2 separate regions of the Arabidopsis thaliana genome follow, and region 2 is linked to region 1. The links are chromatin contacts, called in public targeted proximity ligation maps. All regions are on one chromosome and are shown on one strand. The core of a region is the stretch at or near the end of the contact, and the rest is flanking DNA. Distances in the headings are between cores, read along the strand shown.

Evidence for each region.
Region 2: a contact with region 1 is called in a targeted proximity ligation map of shoot, with 17 read pairs. A contact is called at or near these places in 10 of 26 Hi-C or Micro-C datasets (cotyledon, leaf, root and 2 more), 2 of 2 datasets of targeted methods (seedling and shoot) and 2 of 3 other capture datasets (seedling and shoot).

Annotation. Positions count from the first base shown.
Region 1 is chr3:22,530,966-22,538,642 of TAIR10.1, forward strand. AT3G60960 (Tetratricopeptide repeat (TPR)-like superfamily protein) reads left to right here and starts at 4,711. Exons shown (of 3, transcript NM_115960.3): 1 at 4,711-5,985; 2 at 7,233-7,330; 3 at 7,501-7,677. The coding sequence starts at 4,764. The coding sequence ends at 5,975. It overlaps MIR1888b (a microRNA gene), which reads left to right and starts at 6,318; the gene lies at 6,318-6,452. It also overlaps the pseudogene CYP76C8P and the pseudogene AT3G60957.
Region 2 is chr3:22,594,358-22,602,034 of TAIR10.1, forward strand. It overlaps NTMC2T4 (Calcium-dependent lipid-binding (CaLB domain) family protein), which reads left to right and starts at 2,870. Exons shown (of 13, transcript NM_115969.3): 1 at 2,870-3,034; 2 at 3,123-3,232; 3 at 3,630-3,731; 4 at 4,029-4,079; 5 at 4,442-4,562; 6 at 4,767-4,885; 7 at 4,983-5,081; 8 at 5,183-5,263; 9 at 5,357-5,442; 10 at 5,643-5,868; 11 at 5,961-6,125; 12 at 6,198-6,747; 13 at 7,036-7,055. The coding sequence starts at 3,128. The coding sequence ends at 6,575. It overlaps CYP76C7 (cytochrome P450, family 76, subfamily C, polypeptide 7), which reads right to left and starts at 1,768. Exons shown (of 4, transcript NM_115968.2): 1 at 1,392-1,768; 2 at 555-1,059; 3 at 196-480; 4 at 1-46. The coding sequence starts at 1,768.

The DNA of each region.
Region 1 (7,677 bases), core at 3,461-5,960:
CAAATAACAAAAACAAGTATGACTATGACTGTTTCCACTTATACTAACTCAAATGGTGAGGTACAGTAACGTGAAACTCTTCATCTAAGAGCAATTAAGAAAACTCTAAGAGATTGGAGTCACAAACGTAACGATTTGGCCAACAATAAAGTTGGTCTCAACTTTAGTGTTAGCCATAGCTATTGGGTTATGAAGTAGCTCAGCCAATGTCCATTCCACAATGGTAGAGTTCGTCTCCGTTCGCGCAATAAAACAAGTCCCTTCAAATATACAAAAAAGAAATTACTCTTTTATATCCAAACGATTTTCCTTTTTTATCGTTTTTTTCTATATATTAATATTTTATGGTTATAATGAAAAAATGAAATAAATACTAAATGGAAATGGTATGTCCCGTTTCCAAAATAGACATATCCATTGAATATTTTACGTAAAAACAAACGCTAAACGAAAAAGTCAGTCAAACCATAATTTAAGACTTATATCACTTACGCATAAAAAGTGTTTGATATCATTCATGTCGACTTCCGATCCCTCTTCTTGAATAAGATCGATCACTGAATCCAACAAATCGCCTCTCAGTGCATCGACTCTAGGTCCAATCTGCGATGATCTTTCCGCGATCCGAGCATCGATGAGGCCTTGAAAAACCTGAAACAACCTCTCCGAACACATGACCTTCATCTCTTTCCGGATACCCTGTAGATCAAGAAACTCAAGAGACGGAAAATAATTTGCGAGGTTCGGTTTCCCCATTGTTTTCATCATACGAGACAAGGAGTCTTGGAGCTCCGTGGAGGCTCTCGGATCGTAACTACCTAAGTCGATCGAAAACACAACGTTTGAGTCTACATTAAGCGACGTGATGAAGCACGCACGTACGAGCAATGTCGACGGAGAAGCCTCGTTCGCCTCTTTGGATAATGAAATGTTACAAGTTCTTTCGCTTTCTTCGACCTTACGGACTTCGTGGCTTTGTGATGCTCCCGTGAGAAAAGTTTTGTCGCCAGTATCCATAACCTAATTGGAACATTGTATTTATATATATAGATAGATAACCATATTTAATTAATCACATTAACTTATAATTTACCTCCAACGAGACGACGTCGAAGGTAGCCATGCTACGGAGACTTCGTGGTGGCCGAAGGCTCGAACCGTCTTGCTAAAGGTTTGCCCGGATAAGACATGGTCAAGCGTTTAAAGAACCTCTCTTGCTGCATCTGGTGAAGAAATGACCACTTTGGTTAAACTTCCAAGCCTAAGACTCATGACTGGTCCATAAACTCTCGAGAAATCAGCAAGTGAACGGTGAGGAGCTTTTCCGATGATCTGGAGAAGGTTTCCGATTACGGGTCATCCCGAAGGTCCGAGAGGTCCCGGAAGCAGTGCCAGTGAGCTGTGAGCTTGATCTCCGTCGTCGTGATTTAACAGCGACAACGGACAAGGAGAAGATACGTTAAAAGGAAGCTAAGTGTCAAAAGCAGAGCAAGAGCTATGGTGTGCTTCATCGTCAGTTCGTCGAGTGTGTTCTTCTAGCCACATCTTTTACTTATTTATAGATATGATACTATATCTATCATTAATAAAATTTGCTATCGTTATTATGGGCTTAGTTTGAGCAATAGCTTCCTTCACTCTAATTAAATACACTTGTTGACAAAAAGAAAATCCCATTTCTCTAGGACTCAAAAAAGAAATGTACAATTTATCGATCGCTTTAAAAGCTACAGAAACAATATGTGATATGTCTAGCTATGAATAATATTAACATATGACGTAATTTGATTTTAAGGTTATTTTATATATATATATAAATTAGACTCCTTTCATAACCACGAAGTTATGATATTTTTGTAGCAACAGGAAGTTATATATGCCAGAAGAATTGAAACATTTGCTTTTTGGGGTCATATATGGAGAATTAAAGTTATGATTAATCAACACACATACTAGATTTTACAGCGACGTGGCAAACTTAAGGTTCTACTTGGATGACACGGTGTCGTAATTCAGAGACGTGACAAATTTCTATTGGTCGTTGTGACGCAGATTGGTAATTGCTCTGAAATCCTTGTCAGGCCATGCGAACAGATTTTGGAGTCAAAATCCAGAGCGCGGGAAACGAAACGAGCCAACGATTCCGCTAGTGCTTGATCTAGGCAATGGTTCTTGTACATGTTACCACCTATTTGTACAAATTGACTTCCATAATTGTATTTTTCTTTTGAGGAGGTAAATGATTATAGTCAGCTAACTCAATAGATGTTTGTTGATTCTGAAAATCACACAATAAATTTGTTTAAAGGGGGTAAACAAATTTACTTAACTCTCTCTCGCTATTTAGTGACCAAAGATTCAATGAAAAGAAGAACAACGTTGCTTAGAGACAAAGTTAGGGTTTTGCCCAAAAACAATGAAGAGGGTTTTTAGTATTAAATTTCGGATCCCCCGAATAGAGGACAAACCCCTCTATTTATACACTATTAAGACGGTTAAAAGATTTGTTAAACTTCTATTTCTTCGAGGATTGAATCTTCTAATTTCCTTTATCTCCAAAGACTTCCTATTTTCAAAGGAGAAAACTTCTTTTTCTTCGAATTAGGAAGTCGGCTAGACGGTCTCCCTACTTCGGGCTAAAGTCGGCAAATGACCTCCTTATTTTGGCCCATTAACAAGCTAAACCGGGATATCCCGGTTTGATTGAAATCTCAGTCTAATTCGTAGTTCTTCTGGTTTAAGCCGGTATTGTCGGAGGTGCTAATTCCGGCACCAACAATGTTTTAACGTGGCAGGACAGATATATAAGTTATATATATGGGGTTACTTGCTGTCTTTTGTCCAAACTCTATTAACATCCACGCTGGTCTGAATGGCCTTGAAATCGGTCACACAGTTGTTACTGCCGCTGCTGTAAATCCTATGGTCATAGATAATGTGTCTGAATTTTTCTCTCTTTGCCCCTTTTGGGTTGAGATATGATGCGTCCCAGTTACCTGTAGATCCTGATACACAACGTTATGCAAATCGGAGCATCTGTGGATCCCGAGTATCACCACGCTCGTACCTTCTCGATATTTCTTAATCAACCGCTGATGGCCACATCCTTGGCAATGCTTGCTTACAATTGGTAAAATCCTTCACAGCTTTCTCTTTCAAACTTATTTTTTCTTGAGTGAAGTAATGCTTTTTCTGACCAGTTCCCGCAATCGTCTGCTGTTAGGTATCCTTCTTCAGTTTTTGTTGGAGATACTTACACAGTCTTCGCTGGAACGACTGTGGCAGTTGTTGGTATTCTGGGTCACTTCAGGTATACTTCCAAACCCACTTACCTTCTCTGAGGCACAGGCACGTCACTAATACATGGAAACTACCAACTCTCAGATTCATCATTTGCATCATACTATCCAGCTAGTGTATGACCATGCAACTAATTCCCATGCCATATTTCTGTTCTGAAAGTTCGCTTTTGCAGTGAAACCCTCATCTTCTTTCTTCCTCAAGTTCTGAACATTCTATTGTCGCTTCCCCAGGTTCATATCAACTGTCACTCTTCTATGGCATACTTATAATCTTGTCAACTCATGTTTCAAACATCCAACATACTAAATATCAAAACTCTTTAGCTTGCTGGGATTGTGAAATGTCCGCGCCATCGTCTCCCAAGTTAACCACCTTTCTTTTCTTACCTTTTGTAGACTGATTAAAGAACTGTCACATCACTCATCTTGTCTTTTGTAAACTCACTCATCACGAGGGAGTTTGGCGTTCAAGCAGGTCCAACATATCCAATTTGCTACGAAGTCAAGTATTTAGTGAGTCACAGATGTAACAGCGATCTATCAACCTCCAAATACTTTGTTTCTTTGTCCAGAGAAGAACGAAAACTTTTCATTTTTACGAAATATTTACAGTCTTAGCAAAAAAGAAGAACGAAACAGAGTACCTAAGCTACAGCCTACATATGAATCCGAAGATATAATCAAACGTAAGACATCTGAAGCATTGATGTTAAATCTCGATGACTTGGAAAACAAGAAAGAGATTTTCAGAACGTTTTCAATTTCAAATCCCGAAACGGAGAATATTACTGGTTGGAAAAATTTCGAAATAAATTTCCTGTGCTTTTCGCTTTTTCCCTGGCTCTCGCTTTGTTGTAGGTCTTGATAGCCTCGCTACACTGACCTGACCCATATGATATGAAAACACTCTTTCCATTGACCGTAGAGATCGTAAGCGTCCTTGTGCCTTTTATCCAGAAAAAGCCTCCGATGATGGATTAATATGTAATCTCTGTGAACACCGCTTTGATTCTGGTGAAGACAGGCCAGCTAAACGAGCTAACTTTGCCGCCGTGTCGAGATCCCTAACAGAGCTACAGCTACAAGACTCTCCAGTCTCCATTCTCCAATATACATCCCTAGGACGACGATCTGGATCCGACATTATATCCTCCGCTCTTCCTAGAACGGCGGTGCAGTTCAGAGAAAAGATGGCACGGCGGATCAGAGACATGATTCGAAAACCCCGCTTTGACTCTGGTCTCCGCCTCTCTGGTGGAGACGAGTTGGCCGCCGGTGTTCACGTGTAGGTCTCATTATTATATTCATGGGCTTTTTAGAAACAAATAGATCCAAATGGACCGATTTGAAAATGCGTATCTATGGGCCTTTGAAAAAAGCCATGTTAAATTACCTTTACCATCCATCATCATTATCGCGATATTTAATGCACCTGCAAAACTGAACCCTAAGTGATCAGTCATGTCCCTCCTCCGCCGCATTGTACGAAATTCGACCGTATCAAAGGCTGTTCCGGTTGCGAAGGCGTTCATGCCTTACCCACTAGGAAGAGATCCTTCCTCACTCCCAAAGCTTGATCCGGTATCCATCAGCTATATCGATAGCCGCCCAATTTCTCTGCGCTACAGAGTCAGGGCAATGATCGAGATGTCTAATCTCGACGAAGCCTCGAAGCTCTCGCGGCTAGCTGTCTTGAACGGATTTCTAGTCGACAGAGACACCGTCTTCATCTGCAATTCCGTAATCGGCGCCATGTGTAGCGCCAAACGGTACGACGATGCCATCTCTCTGTTCAATTACTTTTTCAACGAGTCTCAGACTCTTCCAAACACGCTCTCCTGCGATCTCATCATCAAAGCACACTGCGACCAAGGTCACGTCGACGATGCTCTTGAGCTCTACCGTCACATTTTGCTCGACGGACGTGTAGCTCCAGGGATCGAGACATACATGATACTCGCGAAAGCCTTGGTTGATGCTAAAAGATTCGATGAAGCTTGTGTTTTGGCGAGATCCATGAGCTGTTGTAGTTTCATGGTCTACGACATTCTAATTCGCGGGTTCTTGGATATAGGGAATTTCGTAAAGGCTAGCCAAATCTTCGAGGAATTGAAAGGACTGGATAGTAAACTTCCAGGGAGAGAATATCACAAGGCAAATGCAATCTTTAATGTTTCGTTTATGAACTATTGGTTCAAGCAAGGCAAAGATGAGGAAGCTATGGAGATTCTCGCAAATCTGGAAGATGCTCAAGTGCTGAACCCCATTGTCGGAAACAGGGTTTTGCAAGTTCTGGTGAAGCACGGTAAAAAAACAGAGGCCTGGGAATTGTTTGGAGAGATGATAGAAATTTGTGATTCCGAGACTGTTGACATAATGTCCGAGTATTTTAGTGAGAAGACTGTACCATTCGAGCGGCTTAGGAAAACGTGTTATAGGAAGATGATCGTGAGTCTCTGCGAGCATGGAAAAGTGTCAGACGCAGAGAAACTCTTCGCCGAGATGTTTACCGATGTTGACGGAGGGGACTTGTTGGTGGGGCCTGACCTTTTAATATTCAGAGCAATGATCAATGGTTATGTTTCAGTAGGGAGAGTGGATGATGCTATCAAGACCTTGAACAAGATGCGGATTTCAAATCTCAGAAAGCTTGCTATTCATCAAGCCCCATAAGTTGGATTTGGTATTTTTTTTTCCTTGTTTATCCTTAAAGTCTTCTTATTCTTTTTTTTTTTTTTTTTTTCTTCTTTGAATTTTTACTAATCGATTGGTATTAGTGAGTTTGTTGAGTGATGTCTTTTTGTTGCTAAAACCGAACTGAAGGAATTGGAGAAACTAACTAGAAGCTACAACTAGAGGTTTGGTTAACTAAGTACTTTTTAGTATCTTTTGCTTTTTGCTTAAATCATGGAGAATCAATAGGAAACTTGTCTACAAAAGGTGATGTCTTGTAGTAGGTAAGGTGTAGGCGTGTGGGTGTAACTGTCTGTTTGCTTTTCTCTATAAGAGCATAATTATTGGTGGTATCTTACCCAAATTCTTAGGCTAAGATTTGTGAAGAAAAGGCTCTTATATAAGAGCTTTTACTCTTATATTTAAGTTTTTTCTTCCCAAATCTTAGATTAAGATTTGGCTAAGATACCACTAATAATGGTGGTCTTATCAATGGATTCTTAAATATTTTTGAAAACCTCTTAAAATATTATATAAAATAAAATATAAAAAAATAAATAGAAAAGGATTCTTTTAGAAGAGTAAATTGACTTTTAAATAAGAGATTTTTTATTCGCTCTCTCCTCATCTTAAGAGTCTCCCTCCTCATCTTAAGAGTCTTCTTATATTTAATTATAATTTTGTGTATAGAAGTCTTAAGAAATTTGTTTAAAAACCCATCAATAATGATGGTCTAAGTGTGTGTAAGAAGAAAACGGAGCAATGAGTTCTTGTAACGGTGTTTGAATGAAAACAAGTTTAAAGAAGAATTCTAGCTACTCAATGTTTTCTTTTCTCAAATAAACATCAAATATCTGAGAAAACAACAGTTTTGATACAATATTTTTACATGTTTTAAAATTTAACTAGGTGTCAATGTTTTCACGATTTTTTGTTAGTATTTTCATTTATTCTTTACTTAATTACTTAAATTAAGTTTTGAGCAAAAAAAAAGACTTTCAAATTTCCACCATTGAAGATCGAAGCTCTCTTCATTTTTTTAGTAGAGTAAAAGTTCACGATGAATTTAGTGTTTGCATATATTCTTCAATTAATTAAATTTTGTCTCTGATTAACTAGTTAAAGAAAACCAAAAACTTTGACAAAAAACTGTGATATCTTGTAACACCACCACGTTATCTAGTGGTGCGGCGTAGTTTCCCACCGTAATCTAACTCTCCTCTGCACAACGTCCTCAATCTCCAATGTTATCATTAGGTGGCTATGTCTCAAAACTTAAGAATCAAAACTGCGATAATGGAGTAAGAGATGAAGAGGCAATTGCGGAGGCAGAGATTCGGCGAAGTTCAGAGGAGGTAGGCGACGAGGTTTTGAAAATTCTAAAGTATTGAACGGCAGCGTTTTTGGAAAGAAAGTAAAATAATAATATACTTCGCTATGCAAAATTGTTGGAGTCATGGTCATCGACAAATCTATTTTGAGAGTGACAATAAGAAGCTGATTGAGATTCTCAATGGACACACAGGTCATTTTGGCGCTTTCAATTGGATTAGAGATGCAGAGCACTGGAGAAGGAAATTCCAAGATTGTCGTTTTCACTGGGTGCCAAGGCAGCATAACAAACCGGCTGATTTACTCGCTAAACACAATATGTTTCGAAATACAAAGTTCATGTTTTTCTCTCATATTTCAAATGTAATAT
Region 2 (7,677 bases), core at 1,620-4,119, 62 kb after region 1:
TCCACACATTCGGATCTCGCCCTATTGCCCACACGTTCACAAGAACCTTATTTCAAAGCACAATAGGAAATCATTAGTAATTACAAACACAACACAAGAACCCGCCATATTATTTACTATTAAGAAGTAGCTATTTAGGTTTACTTAATTAACCGTACCGGTACCAGAACCGATTTAGTTTGAATGAGTAAATACCTGAGTATTCTTAGGAATGAGGAACTCGAAAATTTGGACATCATCAGACTCTGATTTTCGAGGGACGAGGAAAGGAGCAGGCGGATGCAAACGAAGACTCTCTTTCACAACTGCTTGTAAATAAGGTAGTTTAACGATATCAAGATCTTGAACGGTGCCCTTTAGCCCTATCACTTGTCTTATCTCTTCTTGAACTTTCACTATCATCTTAGGGTTTCGAAGTAACTCCGCCATAGCCCATTCCACCGCACTCGAACTCGTGTCTACTCCCGCCAGAAACAAGTCCTAATACACAATTACATGGATTTAGCTAAGAACATGTATAGAAGCCAATTTGTTTTGGCTTATTTAAGACTTACGAGAAGCAGATGTTTGATATTATTGTCATCGAGTTCTGACTCCTTCTTATGAGCAATATCCAAAAGAGAATCTAACATATCGTTGTTATTTCTCGAAGTTGATGATCTCTTTGTATCGATGAATCCTTGAAAAACCCTAAACAGTTTGTGCATCAATAGCCTCGCTTCTTTTCTAGCTCCTTGCAGATCAAGAAACCCAAGAAAAGGGAAGAAATCAGCGAGGTTGGGTTTTCCGGAGATCTCCATCATCCGAATCACCACGTTTTGGAAATCGTGAAATGTCTTTGAGTCATCAAAGTTTGCGAGGTTTGTGGAAAACAGAGCGTTCGAGATTATATTGAGTGATGTGATGAATGATGCTCGAGAGATGTTCACAGCTTCTCGTCTCTCGCAGCATTTGTTAACGAAGTTCATGAGTTCTTGCACCTTCCTCGTCCTTATAGCACTGGTTGCTTCTAGACGTTGCGTTGAGAATAATTGGTTCCTCGTTATCTTTCGTAGAAACCTGATAAAGTGTACAAAAAATGTGAAACAATACGGTTTAGGGACGCATATTATATTGAAATCGAGCGAAACCAATCATTTTGAAAAAACTGATTAATACTAAGTCAGTAAGTTTGTAATAACTACCATTGTATGGAACAAAACAAACCAAAACCAAAGTAATACAAAATTTAACCTAACTGAATAAAGTAAACTATACAATAATCCTTTTTAAAGAAAATAATTCACTAGTTTTTCTAATACTCATGAAATTATTCATTCATTTATACTCTATACTCAAAACTGAACCAAAACCGATTTAAATCTGAACCGCACCGACTTGTATTTATTTACCTCCAACGAGCCAACGGAGGAATCCAGAGCAAGGAAAGCTCGTGATGACCAGCGGCTCGAACCGGGTCACTGGAGACTCGATAAGACAAGACATGATCATGTGTTTTCAGCACTTCTTTTGCTGTTTCCGGTGAAGATATGACCACTGTGGTCAAACAGCCAAGCTTAAAACTCATAACGCTTCCGTAAATTCTTGAGAGATCGGCAAGTGAACGGTGAGGTTTTTCAACAGTTTGAAGGATGTTACGAAGCAGAGATAGCTTTGAAGGACCCGGTGGGTTCTTGGCTCCACCGGGACATGATTTTCCGGTGGTGTAGAAAAAGAAGAAGAGAAAGAAGATAAAGAGCAGAGACAATACTATTGCTACAATATCCATCTAATATTATGCACGCTTCGTCAAACCAGATTATAAATTATTGGAAGTGCTTTAGGAAAATCTTATATGATGCACATTTTAAGTAGTGACAATCTTTGTAAGAAAATTTGAGGTTTGTAATTGTAAGAAACTGTGTCATTATATCAGGAAGACACGTTATTTGTCCCTTCACCGATTCCATTGTCTTGATGTTACATGTGGAGGTCGACCAACCAACAAGTGATTCTTGCAAATTTTATCAGATAAAACTGTTGAAATTATGCTTTTTCATGAAATTGATTAAATCAACTAAATTTCTATATATAACTTTTGAACCGAATCACAAAGCTGAAATGACATAACATATTCTGATTTCCACTTTCCATTTCTTACGAGTGATAACAAATTGGGGCATGCTAAACGAAACTAGCCATATTTAAATGTGAAATATAAATTTGGTAATAAGTGCAACGATTATGTAAAACGTAAAATCATTAATTAACACTGAATTAGAGAATTCAAGTTCAATAAAACTGAAACAGCTTATCTTTAACCACAAAAGTTGACGTATATAAATTTAAACGACTAATTGCCTCCTATAGCTAGTTCATCGATGGTCAACGGTCAACGTCGCCCGTGTAGGAGATGTGATTTTGTGGTAAAGACGTCTTTAACTCTTTAAAGAGATGTGTTTTTTACCAAGTCACGACTCACGTGGAACATCGAATCATCAAAACGTTCGTTGCCTCGTTAACGAGGCAGAATCTTTAATTTCTCAAAATGGTCCATGTATTATTGCTCACATTCCAATTTTGACCACATATTCGTTTATTGTTTCAATCGTACCAAATTCTCAATTCTATTATCTAAGAAGAATTTTTTTAATAGGGATTATTGACAAAATAAAATAAAATAAAAGATAAAGCTGATTCTTTTAAAAAAAAAATAAAAAAATTATTCAACAATATGGCATTCCACTTAACTGAATCATGTATGATTTGATGCTAAAGTAGAATCAGAAACTGAAGGGCAAAATTTGAGAAAATATAAAATATGAGGGATGAATAGTGAAGGAAAATGAATTAAATACAATCGCGATTCGAAAAGAACCGTTTCTAATCTGTCGCCTGGCGCATCCTCTTCCCATTTATCTCACTCTCTGGCCTACCAAAAATACTTCAATGCGTTCTTAATTTTGTTCTGATTCTCCCCACTTGACCAACCCCGTGAGGATAAACTGTTGCCGACGCTTCTCGCCGATAACACCGGTTTTGTTGTGACGGAAAGGTTTGCATTCGTGGTTCGATTTCTAGGGTTTCTTCAAGTTCCTGATCGGTTGTTTGAGCTTATTCGGTAATCTTTGTTTCGGTTGCAGGAAAAATGGGTTTGATTTCTGGGATTCTGTTCGGGATTATCTTCGGCGTAGCTCTAATGGCTGGCTGGAGTCGTATGATGACTCACCGATCGTCCAAGCGAGTCGCCAAGGTTCGATTAAATCAATGTACTTATTCGATTAAAATCCATGATTTGGTTCTGAAATTGATTCATCGGAGATATTTTAAGATTTTAAATCTGGGATTTTAAATTCGTCGTGATATGTGTTGGATAGATTAGTTTGTCTCGGTCTCGGGAATTAGCTGAATCGCGTAAATTATCACTATCGGCTTAGCAAAATCCCTCTGCAATTTCTAACTATTGACATCAATGTACCAATTTAGTGTTCATCTGTTGACTCTACTTAGCGTGCTGGTGGTTCACTATTTTACTGATTAACTATGCTTCTGTGTGAGAAGTGACATGGCTTGCTTTACTTTCTAAGTTTGAGTAGAGGATTTTCTTGGCCTTACAATAACAGAATACGTATACTCTTACCTTCTGACAGGCAGTTGATATGAAACTACTAGGCTCTCTTAGCAGAGACGATTTGAAGAAAATTTGTGGTGATAATTTCCCTCAATGGATATCGTTTCCAGCATTTGAACAGGTACTACTTGTCATCATTTCTCTTTGTTAACTTTTCTAACTCAGTGTTCATCTTCCATATTTGGGTGGTCCGTGGTTGACATGATTTCTGTGATTCATTGAGTTTATAGATTTGTTTGCCTCATTACTCTGATTGGAGAAATCTAGTTCTGGTTCCATTATCCTTGAGTTTAACAATACTTGAATTTGCGTAATGTCTCTGGTTTTGGAACAGTCTATTACAGTTTAACTTCTCGGTTTCTCAGAAACATAGCAAAAATTTTAAACTGCAAACCTTTTGTTCTTTCTTTTTTTTCAGGTCAAATGGCTGAATAAACTACTGAGCAAGATGTGGCCATATATTGCAGAGGTGAGATTCTAATTTTCTTTTGTTGCAGTATTAGGTGTTTTAATTTCCCGTGTATGCGGTTGGAAGTTGGCTATTAAATCTTTAGCATATTTACCCTGAATAATGGTAACTGAAGATATCCTAGGAAGAGTAGAGTTGTTATACTGTCAAGTTGTACTACAAAGTCCGAAATTATTGAAAAACAGTAAGATTTAGCTTATCTAGATTGGACTCGTAGACTGCCTTTTTTATTTCTGCTACACAAATCGAGTGTTTCTTGACACCTAAGATAGGTCCAATTTGTTGGAATGGAAAACACTTGCCATAATGCAGCTTGGAAATCAAAGAGTGTAATATTCGTTGTTGTGTTGACTAATTTCCAGGCAGCAACAATGGTAATAAGAGATTCTGTTGAACCTCTGCTTGAAGATTACAGACCACCAGGAATTACTTCCCTGAAGTTCAGCAAATTGACGTTGGGTAACGTAGCACCAAAGATTGAAGGTAAAGTACGGTGGACAACATAATTTTTGTGATGGCTATCTTTTCTCTTCCATTTTTCAACCTGGTATTGTCCTATTATTTATTTTGGATGAGTTACCTGCCAAATGCTAATGAATCCTTGTGCTTGAAAGAACATCATGCAGTTGTCTCTTAGGTTAGTTTTGCTGTAAGCCTGAGCATATGCATAATAAATCATTGTTGCAGGTATTCGTGTTCAAAGTTTCAAGGAAGGTCAAGTCACAATGGACGTTGATCTTCGATGGGGTGGTGATCCAAATATTGTTTTAGGTGTGACAGCACTTGTTGCCTCCATACCCATTCAGGTTACTAGAGAGATATTTTAGTATTTGTCGTTTGGGTTGTCGTTTGTGCCAATAGAGATTGAGTATCTCTACAAACACTTGTTTCTGGCTGAAACAGTTGAAGGATCTTCAAGTTTTCACAGTTGCACGTGTTATCTTTCAACTTGCGGATGAGATTCCTTGTATATCTGCTGTTGTTGTTGCTCTACTTGCTGAGGTACACTTTTCCTGTAAAGGTCCAGAATAAGATTCATTTTTCTTATATCATTTTATATCTCCTGTCTTACAATGACCAACTATTTAAATGATCTCAACCAGCCAAAACCAAGAATTGATTACACTCTGAAGGCTGTTGGTGGAAGCTTAACAGCAATTCCTGGACTATCTGATATGATTGATGTAAGTTCCTCTCTTGGTAGTTCAAGCAGTTTCAAGAGGTTTTATTTGTTCCCATTTGGTCTTATACACAGCTTTTGCTTCTCTCTATGTTAGGATACTGTTGATACTATCGTCAAAGACATGCTTCAGTGGCCTCATAGAATTGTTGTTCCCATTGGTGGTATTCCTGTTGATTTAAGGTACTCATGTGTTCTGCTTGATTTTCATTTTGCGTTTTTTCACTCACAACATTTTTGCCTGCCACTGCCAATCTTTTGTCTTTTCTTCTCTTCTGTTATAGCCATAGGATTTACGTATTGCCAATCTTGGGGAGGTCATGATACGTATTGAGAAAGCACTAGATAGTTTGACGATTCTCTCTATCTTTTCTCTTTCCCAGTGATTTGGAGCTTAAGCCACAGGGAAAGCTTATAGTAACAGTTGTGAAAGCAACTAACTTGAAGAATAAGGAATTGATTGGAAAATCTGACCCTTATGCTACCATCTACATTCGTCCTGTATTCAAGTATAAAACAAAGGCAATCGAGAACAATCTGAATCCTGTCTGGGATCAAACATTCGAATTGATTGCAGAGGACAAAGAAACCCAGTCGCTCACTGTAGAGGTCTGGAATCTGAAATATTTATGCTTCATACTTGTTCAATTTTGCCATTGCAAACGTTAACTATTCTGTTCATTCTATTAAACATTTTGCAGGTATTTGATAAAGACGTAGGTCAAGATGAGCGCCTTGGACTTGTGAAACTTCCCTTAAGCAGTTTGGAAGCCGGAGTTACAAAAGAACTGGAGCTAAATCTGTTGTCTTCACTTGATACTTTGAAAGTAAAAGATAAGAAAGATAGAGGAAGCATAACTCTTAAGGTATATAGATCTTCCTTGAATAAACTGCAAACCTTTTCTTTTCGCTGATTCCTAAATTGACTTGAATTGAAGGTACATTATCATGAGTTCAACAAAGAGGAGCAAATGGCTGCGTTGGAAGACGAGAAGAAGATCATGGAAGAAAGGAAGAGACTGAAGGAAGCAGGAGTGATAGGTAGCACAATGGATGCAGTCGGGATGGTGGGAAGTGGGCTCGGTGCTGGTGTAGGAATGGTTGGGACCGGTATTGGCACAGGAGTCGGATTGGTTGGAAGCGGTGTGAGCTCGGGTGTTGGGATGGTTGGTAGCGGTTTTGGAGCGGTCGGTAGTGGATTGAGCAAAGCAGGGAGATTTATGGGAAGAACAATCACAGGTCAGTCTAGCAAACGTAGTGGCTCCTCAACACCTGTGAATACCGTTCCAGAAAACGATGGTGCAAAACAGCAGTGAGTAAACTTTGGGTTTAAGCAAGATTTGTGATCATGACTTCGTTTTTACTCTTTATTGTTCTGTTTTTTTCCCCTTTAACTCTCTCGAACTTGATTTCTGGATTCACTGCAGTAATTTGTTTTCGTTGTGAGCCTTCAAATTAAAATCTTGTACAAAAGTCATTTGCTTAATCGTCCTATAAACAATAGATTCCCTCTCAATGATTTGGTGGTTTAACTTTCCAGAATGTTATATTACGGGAATTATGTGTCAGACTTGCATACACACACTAGTTAAGTATATCTAAAACATGCTAACATCATCGGTTTAAGTTTACAAATATAAAAACTGATTGATTGCAAGTAAATTACTCAGTTAAGAATATAGATAAGTGGCATTCGCCATCCCACTTTCAGATATAAGGTCGTTCTCGGAGCTCTCCTTGTCATATGTATAAATCATGACGAGAAAATATAGATAGACTCAACAAACAAAAATCCCTAACAGACAGAGCACAAGAGGAAAATCTTTCTTATCTATTTTGGACCAATTTTCAAAGTACCATTATTGGTATTATAATATGTTAATATTATGTTAAAATATGTGGCTTCCAGTCGATTAGTGTCTCTTCCACCTTTAGGCTTTAGTCGTTGCAAGACCAATAGTTTTAGATAACCTCACTCAAAAAATCTAAAAAAAGAATCTACATTAAAATACAAACAAACGAAATTTTGTAAACGCAAATAATTGTATATTTTTTCTTCTTTCTTTTAAAGCTTTGAACTATTTCATCTTCATAAGATCAAGTTGATGATGATCAGCAATATCTATTGCGTTTGTTGATATTATCTACTTATTAAAAATCATAACAATATCTGGAGACTGGGACGAGAAAATTGGATGACGTGTTAACACGAGCCTATGACTTGGATCCACGTAAGCCTGAACTGTGGGAAGTTCTAAACTGTGTACTGATTGGTTGATACGTAAGCCAAGTGGATAAAGTGTCCCGACCACAAGACCGACATGATTTACTTATTTTATTCGTAAATAATTGCATTAAGAAGTGGCCACGATATGGAACTTTTCCAAATATATGAAATGATGATTAGTTAAGGCAATT